3 separate regions of the Mus musculus genome follow, and all the other regions are linked to region 3. The links are chromatin contacts, called in public Hi-C and Micro-C maps. All regions are on one chromosome and are shown on one strand. The core of a region is the stretch at or near the end of the contact, and the rest is flanking DNA. Distances in the headings are between cores, read along the strand shown. Region 1 holds the start of Igf2os (insulin-like growth factor 2, opposite strand). Region 2 holds the start of Ccp110 (centriolar coiled coil protein 110). Region 3 holds the start of Hmx2 (H6 homeobox 2).

The links. A called contact is a pair of places that touch in the nucleus more often than the background predicts.
Region 1: a contact with region 3 is called in a Micro-C map of embryonic stem cells, with 19 times the contacts expected there. The contact joins the promoter of Igf2os here to the promoter of Hmx2 in region 3. A contact is called at or near these places in 3 of 39 promoter capture datasets (embryonic stem cells, maxillary cranial neural crest and second pharyngeal arch cranial neural crest) and 4 of 484 Hi-C or Micro-C datasets (all in embryonic stem cells).
Region 2: a Hi-C map of regulatory T cells shows a contact between it and region 3, with 11 times the contacts expected there. The contact joins the promoter of Ccp110 here to the promoter of Hmx2 in region 3. A contact is called at or near these places in 3 of 484 Hi-C or Micro-C datasets (CD4 T cells, CD8 T cells and regulatory T cells) and 1 of 9 other capture datasets (liver).

Annotation. Positions count from the first base shown.
Region 1 is chr7:142,658,282-142,660,981 of GRCm38.p6, forward strand. Igf2os (insulin-like growth factor 2, opposite strand) reads left to right here and starts at 1,399. Exons shown (of 4, transcript NR_002855.3): 1 at 1,399-2,700. It also overlaps a transcript of Igf2 not described here.
Region 2 is chr7:118,711,189-118,713,888 of GRCm38.p6, forward strand. It overlaps Ccp110 (centriolar coiled coil protein 110), which reads left to right and starts at 1,355. Exons shown (of 15, transcript NM_001360794.1): 1 at 1,355-1,560.
Region 3 is chr7:131,552,842-131,555,542 of GRCm38.p6, forward strand. Hmx2 (H6 homeobox 2) reads left to right here and starts at 1,452. Exons shown (of 2, transcript NM_145998.4): 1 at 1,452-1,733; 2 at 2,586-2,701. The coding sequence starts at 1,466.

The DNA.
Region 1 (2,700 bases), core at 149-2,648, about 11 Mb after region 3:
CCCCCACCCACCGCACCAGTCCCGCCATGCCCAAGCCGGGCTCTGCGCACCCCCCACTCCCAGGGCCCCTGAGAGCCCTTACCTGGAAGCCGGCGACGCTGCCGCCCATCTCCCTGCTGCGGGTATGCAAACCGAACAGCGGGCGAAGGCCCTTCTGCCGGGCACTCCTCTGCCAGCGCCGCTCTGCCCGAGTCGCAGAGGCCGAATGTGCGACGGGACAGAACGGGGAGATGGCTTTTTTGGTGGGGAGGGGGGCGTCTCTTCTGCTTCTTTAGGGTATCTTAGGGCTGGGGCGGGCCAGATATTGTACTTTCGGGGGGGAAAAGGTATCGGGAAATGAGGTCAGCTGTTGTATCAAGGATAGTTGGGGGGCAGAGATAGTGAGAGAGACAGAGTGAACGTGAAAGGGGGGGACCACAGAGAGGGAGAGAGGGAGAGAGGACAGCGAGAGGCGGGTAGGCTCACAGCGGGAGAGGACAGCACGGAGAGAAACAGAAAGCGTATAATTAATCCACTTGGGTAGGCGAAGGCAGAGGGCGGACGTGAGGGGGAGGGAGTCTGAGGCGAGGAGGAACGGGGAGGGGGCAGGAGGGGAGCTTAGGAAAGGTGGCGGGTAAGCGGGTGCGCGAGGGGGGGCGCACCCTAAGCAGAGGAGAGGATGCAACTTCGAAGGACCGAGGACGGTGTTGAGGGGGGAGGAATGGAGGCGTCACCCCGGCCACGGGCACCCAGCTCGGTTAGGGTCGACGGAGCCCTCAGCCGTCGTAAGCCCGGGCTTCTTGTGGGGGGGACAGGCGTGGCGGCGCCTCAGCTGCTCGGGACTGCAGCGAAAAGAGGGGAGCAGCCGGGCTGCGCACCGGGGAGGGCTGGGAGGGGAAGCGCGGGGGATGACAACGCCGGCGACCTGCAAGCCGGACTGCCTGCGGTGGGGACCGCCTCCTCTGGCGAAGCAGGAATGGGGTGTTGAGGTAGATAGAGGAGGAGGCGGTGGGGAGATCCGCAGGCCCGACGGAGCGCGGCCCCGCCGACGGCGCCCTGCACAGGAGTTAGCAGCAGCGAGGTGGCGGACGGCGTCGACGCGGGGCCGCCAGCCCGGATGGAGGCGCTGGCGGGCCGAGCGCGGGCGGGCGTGGGCCAGGAGGCGGGGGCGGCCGGAAGGGGGGGCCGGGGGCCGGCCTGGCCTCACGCAGCTCCGCCGGAGAGCAGGCGAACTCCGGGCGCCAACGCCCGGTTCTTATAGCCGCGCCACCCCGCGGCTCGGCGCCCGCTCGGGCCCCGCTGGCCTTACGCCCGCGCCAATGGGCGTCCGCAGGGCCCTCGCCCCGCCCCGGGACCGCCCCCGCAACTCGAGCCACGCGGGGAATGCGGGTCGGGGGCCCTGGGCACGGGGGTTGCCGGTGGGGGGGGGGAGTGGAGTGCCTGGTGGCAAAGATGGGGGGGGGCTGTGCGCCCCAACAGGCCCACTAAATCCTGGGTGTCTATCCCTAAAAATCGAGGTCCCATGTCATGTTTCCGGGGTGCCCTGTGCTTGTGCAACATGGGCGCGTGGTGCGAACCAACGTGCGTGGCACCCTAGGCCTCAGTGGTAGTGGCAGGACCTGTGCTCAGTTAGAGGGTTACAAGGTAGGCGCATCCCGGCCGACTGAGTTAAGGCGCAGGTAGCTGGGTAGAGGGTTCTCACAGGGACCTACTTGCTAAGCAGGGGACAGTCCCCTGGATCGGCTGGGGGGGGGGGGGGGAGCGCGCAGCCTCCACCTGCCTGAGCAGGCAGGGCGGGCTGTGAGGCACCTCGAATAGCAGCCAGATAGATCTTACTAAGCGCCCCTAACCTCTGCTTTGCCTGGGATCTCCTAGCAGCCTTTGGGGGGCCACCAGGTGCACCATGAAGGGAAGGCTGGCTTGGCCACGCCAAATCTGGGCCCCGCGTGGAGCCCCCGCACAATGTCTGCGCCCTTCAGCAGAAAAAGAAGCAGGGCGGGAAACGTAGCTCAAACCAGACCTGTAAACCAGAGCTCACTGAAGTGCTTCTAAGCGGCGCGCCTTTGGGACCCCACCCAGTATGAGCAGATAACAGTTCCCTGTCCTCAGCACTTTGAATTTGCTTAGTTGCAGGTTCGGCCCCAGGGGCCAATGCGATAATTCCGGGCTATTAAGAAACTCTCCCCGGGTGGTTTCAGATATAAGAAGCCATTGTGATTTTTACCAAGTCAAAATCACTTCTAAACCGGTGCACCTTGTTTCCCTCTCCCGACCTCCGCACCTCTAGGCCTCTAAAGGGCCACTACTGGCGGAAACCAGTGCACCCGGGGCTAACCTCCCGGCCCGACCATCAATCACCGCGCCCGCGCTCTACACTCGCTTCCCCAAGCCCTCGACCTGTAGGGTTGGAGGCTCCAAGCCGCCCGAGCGCTCTGCCCTTCCCGCTTCCTGGCCGCCCAGGCGCTTTCCCTACCACCGCGTTGTTTGCAGAGTGCACACAAAGTGGCGCGCGTTTCGGAGCGCCCAGCCCAAAGGAGCGCTGCCGCCGAGGGAGAAGCCAGCAGCCCGCTCCCGCGCTACTCCGCAGCAGCCCTGAGGACAAACTGCGAGGTAGCCGGTGCCCCGCAGTGGAAGAGCTGGGGCACGAGGGAGCGCGCCACGGGGAGCTCACCACAAGGCCGAAGGTCGGGTCCGCTGGCGCAGGAGGATCGGAGGAGAAGG
Region 2 (2,700 bases), core at 105-2,604, about 13 Mb before region 3:
GTTATAAGTGGAACCCCCACCCCAAAGCCCCACATTACATTGTCCTCAAGATTAACAGAACATGTCTGGACCTTGGACTCCATTTCAGGGCTCACTCACTGCTATGGGGCACTCTTGTCTCTGTCAGCTTTGTCCCTCACACCATGGTCCCCTCATGCCACCCTTCTTGAGGCACTGCCTCTGTTAAAGCCTTTGCCTGAGAGCCCATTCTCTGCGTCCCAGTGTTTCACTGGGATAGTGCTAGTGGGACAGATCTCACCTCTTGATACCCATCATCCCATGATTCCTCTGCCTCCAGCTCTTAGCCTACCTTTTTATTTTTATTTTTTGGCATGAGTGTATATATATATATATATATATATATATATATATATATATATATATACACACATGTACATATGTATAGGGAGACCAGAGATATCCATCTCTGTTGGGTATCTTTTTCAGTCAATTTCCACCCTAATTTTTGAGGATCTCATTGAAACTGGCTAGAATGGCCGGCCTGAGATCGCCAGGGAGTTCCTATTTCTATATCCCCAGGACTGGCAATTATAATTTTTAGCCAGGACTCAGAGCCTTTTTAGGGGAGTGTTCAGGCTCTGAACTCAGGTCCTCATGCTTGAGTGGCAAATGCTTTAGTGACTGAGCATCTCTCTAGATGACCCTTTCCTCCTATTAGAGATTTTTGTACCAGGTGCAGTATAAGAGTTTTCTCTGTTATGCCTCACAACCACTCTTGGTAGGCTCTTTAAAATTCCCACTATACATAAACAAAAATAAGCACCAGGAGGACGGCAAAGCCCAGTTATAGAATGGAAATGGTGTCATTAAATCAAAAAAGCTCTTAGTGAGTAATTTAGGTAAGAACTGATAAAAAATATTGGTGGATTTTTTTTTTTTGCCAACTTGAAGTTATCTTTTCCTCTGTATATTCCCCGCAACTGATCTGCAAAGAAGTGCAAATATATTAAAGCCTTGAGTTGGTGTCTGCGATTCAGCCACATTTTTCATTTATAGGGAAAACATGGGTGAATGTTGTACATTTTCCATCGACCAAACAGGAGACTATCTCTATACAGACAGACAGACGGACGGACGGACGGACAGACAGACAAACAAAAATACCCGACAACTTCCCAGGAACACTTTTGGGGTTTAAGGCCCTGAGGAGACTTTCTATGGTAATTTATAGTCAAAGCCCTTAGTTTGCAGTGAAGACTACTCTTCCCAGCGTGCATCTCGATTGCGTAAAGCTCATGTAAGCGCTTGCTGATGACCGCAGTGCACTTTGGGAATTGTAGTCTATGGAGGCCCAACCGCTTCAACTGCCCGCCAAACAGCCACCGGAAGTACCGGCCCTGAGGGGTGGAGTTGAGCTGGTGGCGGCGGCAGCGGTTGCCAGGATCCCGCGTTGCCGCCTGAGGGACCCGTAATATGGCGGGGAGGAGGAGGAGGAGAAGGCGGAGGACCTAGATGCGCTCTGTCTAAACCGACTGAGGCCTTTGCTTACAGAGGAGGCTGGTCCACGGGCAGAGAAGCTGACCGGGCAGTAGGTGTCAGGTGTGTGCAAGAGGACTGGGTTCGTTTTCCTACGGGTCTAGGCTGAGGTGAGACCCGGCATTGGTGTCCCGAGGGACAGAAGGCCGGCGTTCCGGACCCGGTTTGGCTTCCCTCGGTCACGAGCCCTTGAAGGCATCGGGAATGGGGAGGCGGGAGTTGAGGACCGGGGTCAGGGGGACTTGGAGGGGATGCTTGGATGCTGGCTCCGCCCAGTGAAGCATCCTGCGCTGAAGAGTAGGCACTTCATGGTGACTTCAGTTTGGTGTCGGAGGTAGTGTAGGAGGAGATGGAGGCGTCCCCCGGGGTGTGCACTGGCCATTTCTAAATACTGGTTACCGCAACCAAAGGCCCATAGGAGCGCTGTTTACACCAGCTTTGCCACTCTGGGGCATCTGCAGGATAATGTAGCTGGTTCTCTCAGACACCCATGATGCTGTTAAGTGGTTCCTACCTTAAGAGATGGATTTGGATGAGAAAGCCCTTTCTCATGTTTTCAAGTCACATTTGAGTCTCAGGAAGAACCAAAAATTGTCTCTTCTCCAAGAGTTCACACGGAGGTGATAAAAACACCATTATATCCTCCGTTTGGAAGCAGCTTCCACTTACTGATGCTTCTATTTGTCCTACATACAGTCCTGCGATTGCTGTCTGTGCCTTAGCTCATTGTTTTCTCATAAAATCGCCTTGAGACAGAGCCCCACTTTATAGATGGTGGGGTCCAGGGATATTAGCCTACCATGAATGTACGAACAGCTAGTATGTCCTTAAACAGCATATCTTTCTCCCTTTACAGACTCTGTAGGAAGTTTATGTGTTTGTGGAAAAACTTAGTGGTAAGCAGCCAGCCTTGGAAGCTGTGTTACCTTCGCCTTTCCTTTCAGTGACATTTCTGAGTACAGGTTATGAATAAGTAGATAGGAGCCATGAGGCTATAGGGTTTGCCAAGAGACTTCCTGGACAAAGGTCACTTGTAATTAGGTAGAAATGGAGTAGAAAAGGCATGCCTGGACCTGCTGAGGCTGGTGTGAATGTAAGTGGACCATGGACCAGTAATGCCTGATGCTAAAGTATGGGGTGGTAGGTTTGAGGTTGGGATCACCTTGTCATCAAGACTCCCTTAAAATAAACCTTGCTTGCAAG
Region 3 (2,701 bases), core at 202-2,701:
GGAACAGGGTTTCTGGGACCTTAAGGGTGCAGCCAGGTTTGGCTGGAAGCTTTGGGTCTCGTTCCTTTCCATAAAGCTTGTGTAGATAACTGTCGCCTCAAATCCCTTTGCTTGCTTTGTTGAGATGACTCTAGATCAGGTAACAGGTGCTCTAGGGATTAAACAAGCAAGAGTCAGGGCTTAGGGAGAGGCCACAAGAAGGAAGGAGAGAGTCAGGTTTTATAAAGCTGTACCTTGACCTCTGAAAGGAAAGCAACACTTCAAATAATTTTAGGATGGGGAAAACGAGGCGTGGAAAGTGTACATATCTTGCCCAAAGACACCCTACCTATATTTAACAGGATCCTGTCCAATTCTAAAAAGTCCCCATACCTACCTACTTCGTTTCCTTCCAGAAGCAGCGTAGCCATTTTGAGACCGCCAGTATTTACCAGCAAAATAAAGTAAATGAGTTTAGCTGCAGTGTGGGAAGGCGAGCTGTGTGGTATTCGGTCAAGGATTAGGAAATAACTATTCTGCACTCTGAGAGTTTATAGGTTTCTAGCTGACACATCATCACAACCAGAGAATGGGGGCAGGCGACACTAAGAAGTTTGCCAGGGGGCAGGGATGCTTCTACTGGGACCAGACTTGTTCAAGTTCACACAGTGCAAATGGCGTTTGCTGGAATGTGAGCCGGAACCTCGGGACATTTGGGGGCTACTCTGTTTCCAAAATCCTCTGCCCCCTTTAGTCAGCGGGGTCTTCAGGTCCAGAGCTGTAGAATTTCTTTGCTCCTGTGTCTCCCAGCGGAGAGCCACATACTGTCAATCCCCAACGCAGCGGGAGAAGACTCGTAGAGCGCTGTTAGTTCCCAAGAGGCTAGAAGGGGTTGAGGACTGGGGAGGGTGGCAGCAGCCTATGGTGTGCATCTTGGATGTGAGAGAGCCCCACCAGCTCGACCCCGGGCGCTGTTCTCGTTTCTGGAGAGGCAAGGCAAAGACCAGGAACACAGGCTGCAATCTAAGCTGCCTTCAGCCCCAGATGTTACGGGCTGGACAGAGCTGATGCGAGTGCGCGTCTAGGCTTGCTCCCGGAGCTTCCCGGTGCTGCGTGCTCGGCCCCAGCTTTTTAAAAAATTCCGGGGCCGCTCCGCGGCGCTGCGATTGGCCGCGGCCGGGTAACCTCTATGCAAATGAGGCCGCGCAGCCTCCGCGTCGCTGGAGACCGGTGGAGTTGTCAAACGAGGAAGGGACATTGGCACCGGGGCTGGGCGGGCTCACCCAGAGCCGGGCCGGCAGGGACCCGCGCACAGCGGTCCGGTGCCTGCGCGTCCTGGAGCAGAAGGGACGCCTCGCCAGCCTCGTAGCCCCCTCCCCTTGCTTTCCCTCCCGCCCCTCCCCCCGCCCGCCTGCCCGCACCACCTTCCACCCAGCCCCGCTCTAAAGGGAGTTCTTGGTTTCCTCCGATTTCTTATGAACCCAGGATGGGCAGCAAGGAAGATGTGGGGAAGGGATGTCCGGCGGCCGGTGGCGTCTCCAGCTTCACCATCCAGTCCATCCTGGGCGGGGGCCCCTCCGAGGCACCGCGGGAGCCCGCCGGGTGGCCAGCCAGGAAACGCAGCCTGTCTGTGTCCTCGGAGGAGGAGGAGCCGGAGGAAGGTTGGAAGGCTCCGGCTTGCTTCTGCCCAGATCCGCACGGCCCCAAGGAGCCAAGCCCTAAGCACCATACCCCCATCCCTTTCCCTTGCCTGGGTAAGGATCGCAGGTCGGGAGTCTGGCCCGAGTGAGCGTGAGCCGATGCGGTGTGTGATTGTCGGAGACGCGGAGCAGGGCATCCCCGGGTCACAGCCGGGCCGCTAGTGGTCCAGGCTAAGGGGAGGGGACTACGCACCCATGGTGCATTCTCGAAAAGGCCGGAAGGGCCGGCGCTGGGGAGAAGTAGAGGAATATTGGGGCGGTAAGGGGAAGACTGGGTAAGGGGAAGGAGGGTGAACCAGAGTGGGCCAGGAACTCTGCGGGCGGTACACAATGCTGGCCAAAATGGTTTCGCACGCCGGGTACTTTCTGTCCTGACTTAGTTCTGCAGGTCTGGTTTGGGTGTTCTGTCAGTCCTGCAGGCTCTATGTCTTTTCCCTCCTCTCGGCCTCTTCTCGAAGTGATTAGTACTCTAAAATGATTGACAGTGCTGAGTTTCAGAGAGGTAAAAGCTAACGGAGGACAGCCAAGGAGTTATGAATAAAATTAGCCCGACTCTCAAAGAAAACGGCCTGTAAAATGATGCTACCTTGTAGAGCTCAGTCCTCAAAGGCAAAAATCACCTTTAAAAAATGGTGTTAATGTCCCCATTCCAGACCCGGTACCACGTTTACTTTTATAAGAGTGGAAGGAGACCCTCCAGCTCGGATTATATGGAACCCTCTTCTGCTGCTTTGAAAGGCCGAGGCTCTGGACTTTGGGCGCTAGCAGGACGCAGTAGAAAAGGAAAGGGTTAGCAATAGGGGAATCAAGGATGCAGGCATCAGTCAACCTCCTTGTCCCCGGCAGAGCTGAGAGTCTTTAAGGCTCATCAACTCCATGGTCATTCTGTTTGTGCTCACTCTTCAGGTACCCCCAAGGGCAGCGGAGGCGCAGGGCCTGCGGCCTCGGAGCGCACGCCATTCCTTTCTCCTTCTCACCCGGACTTTAAGGAAGAGAAGGAGAGGCTTTTGCCGGCGGGCTCG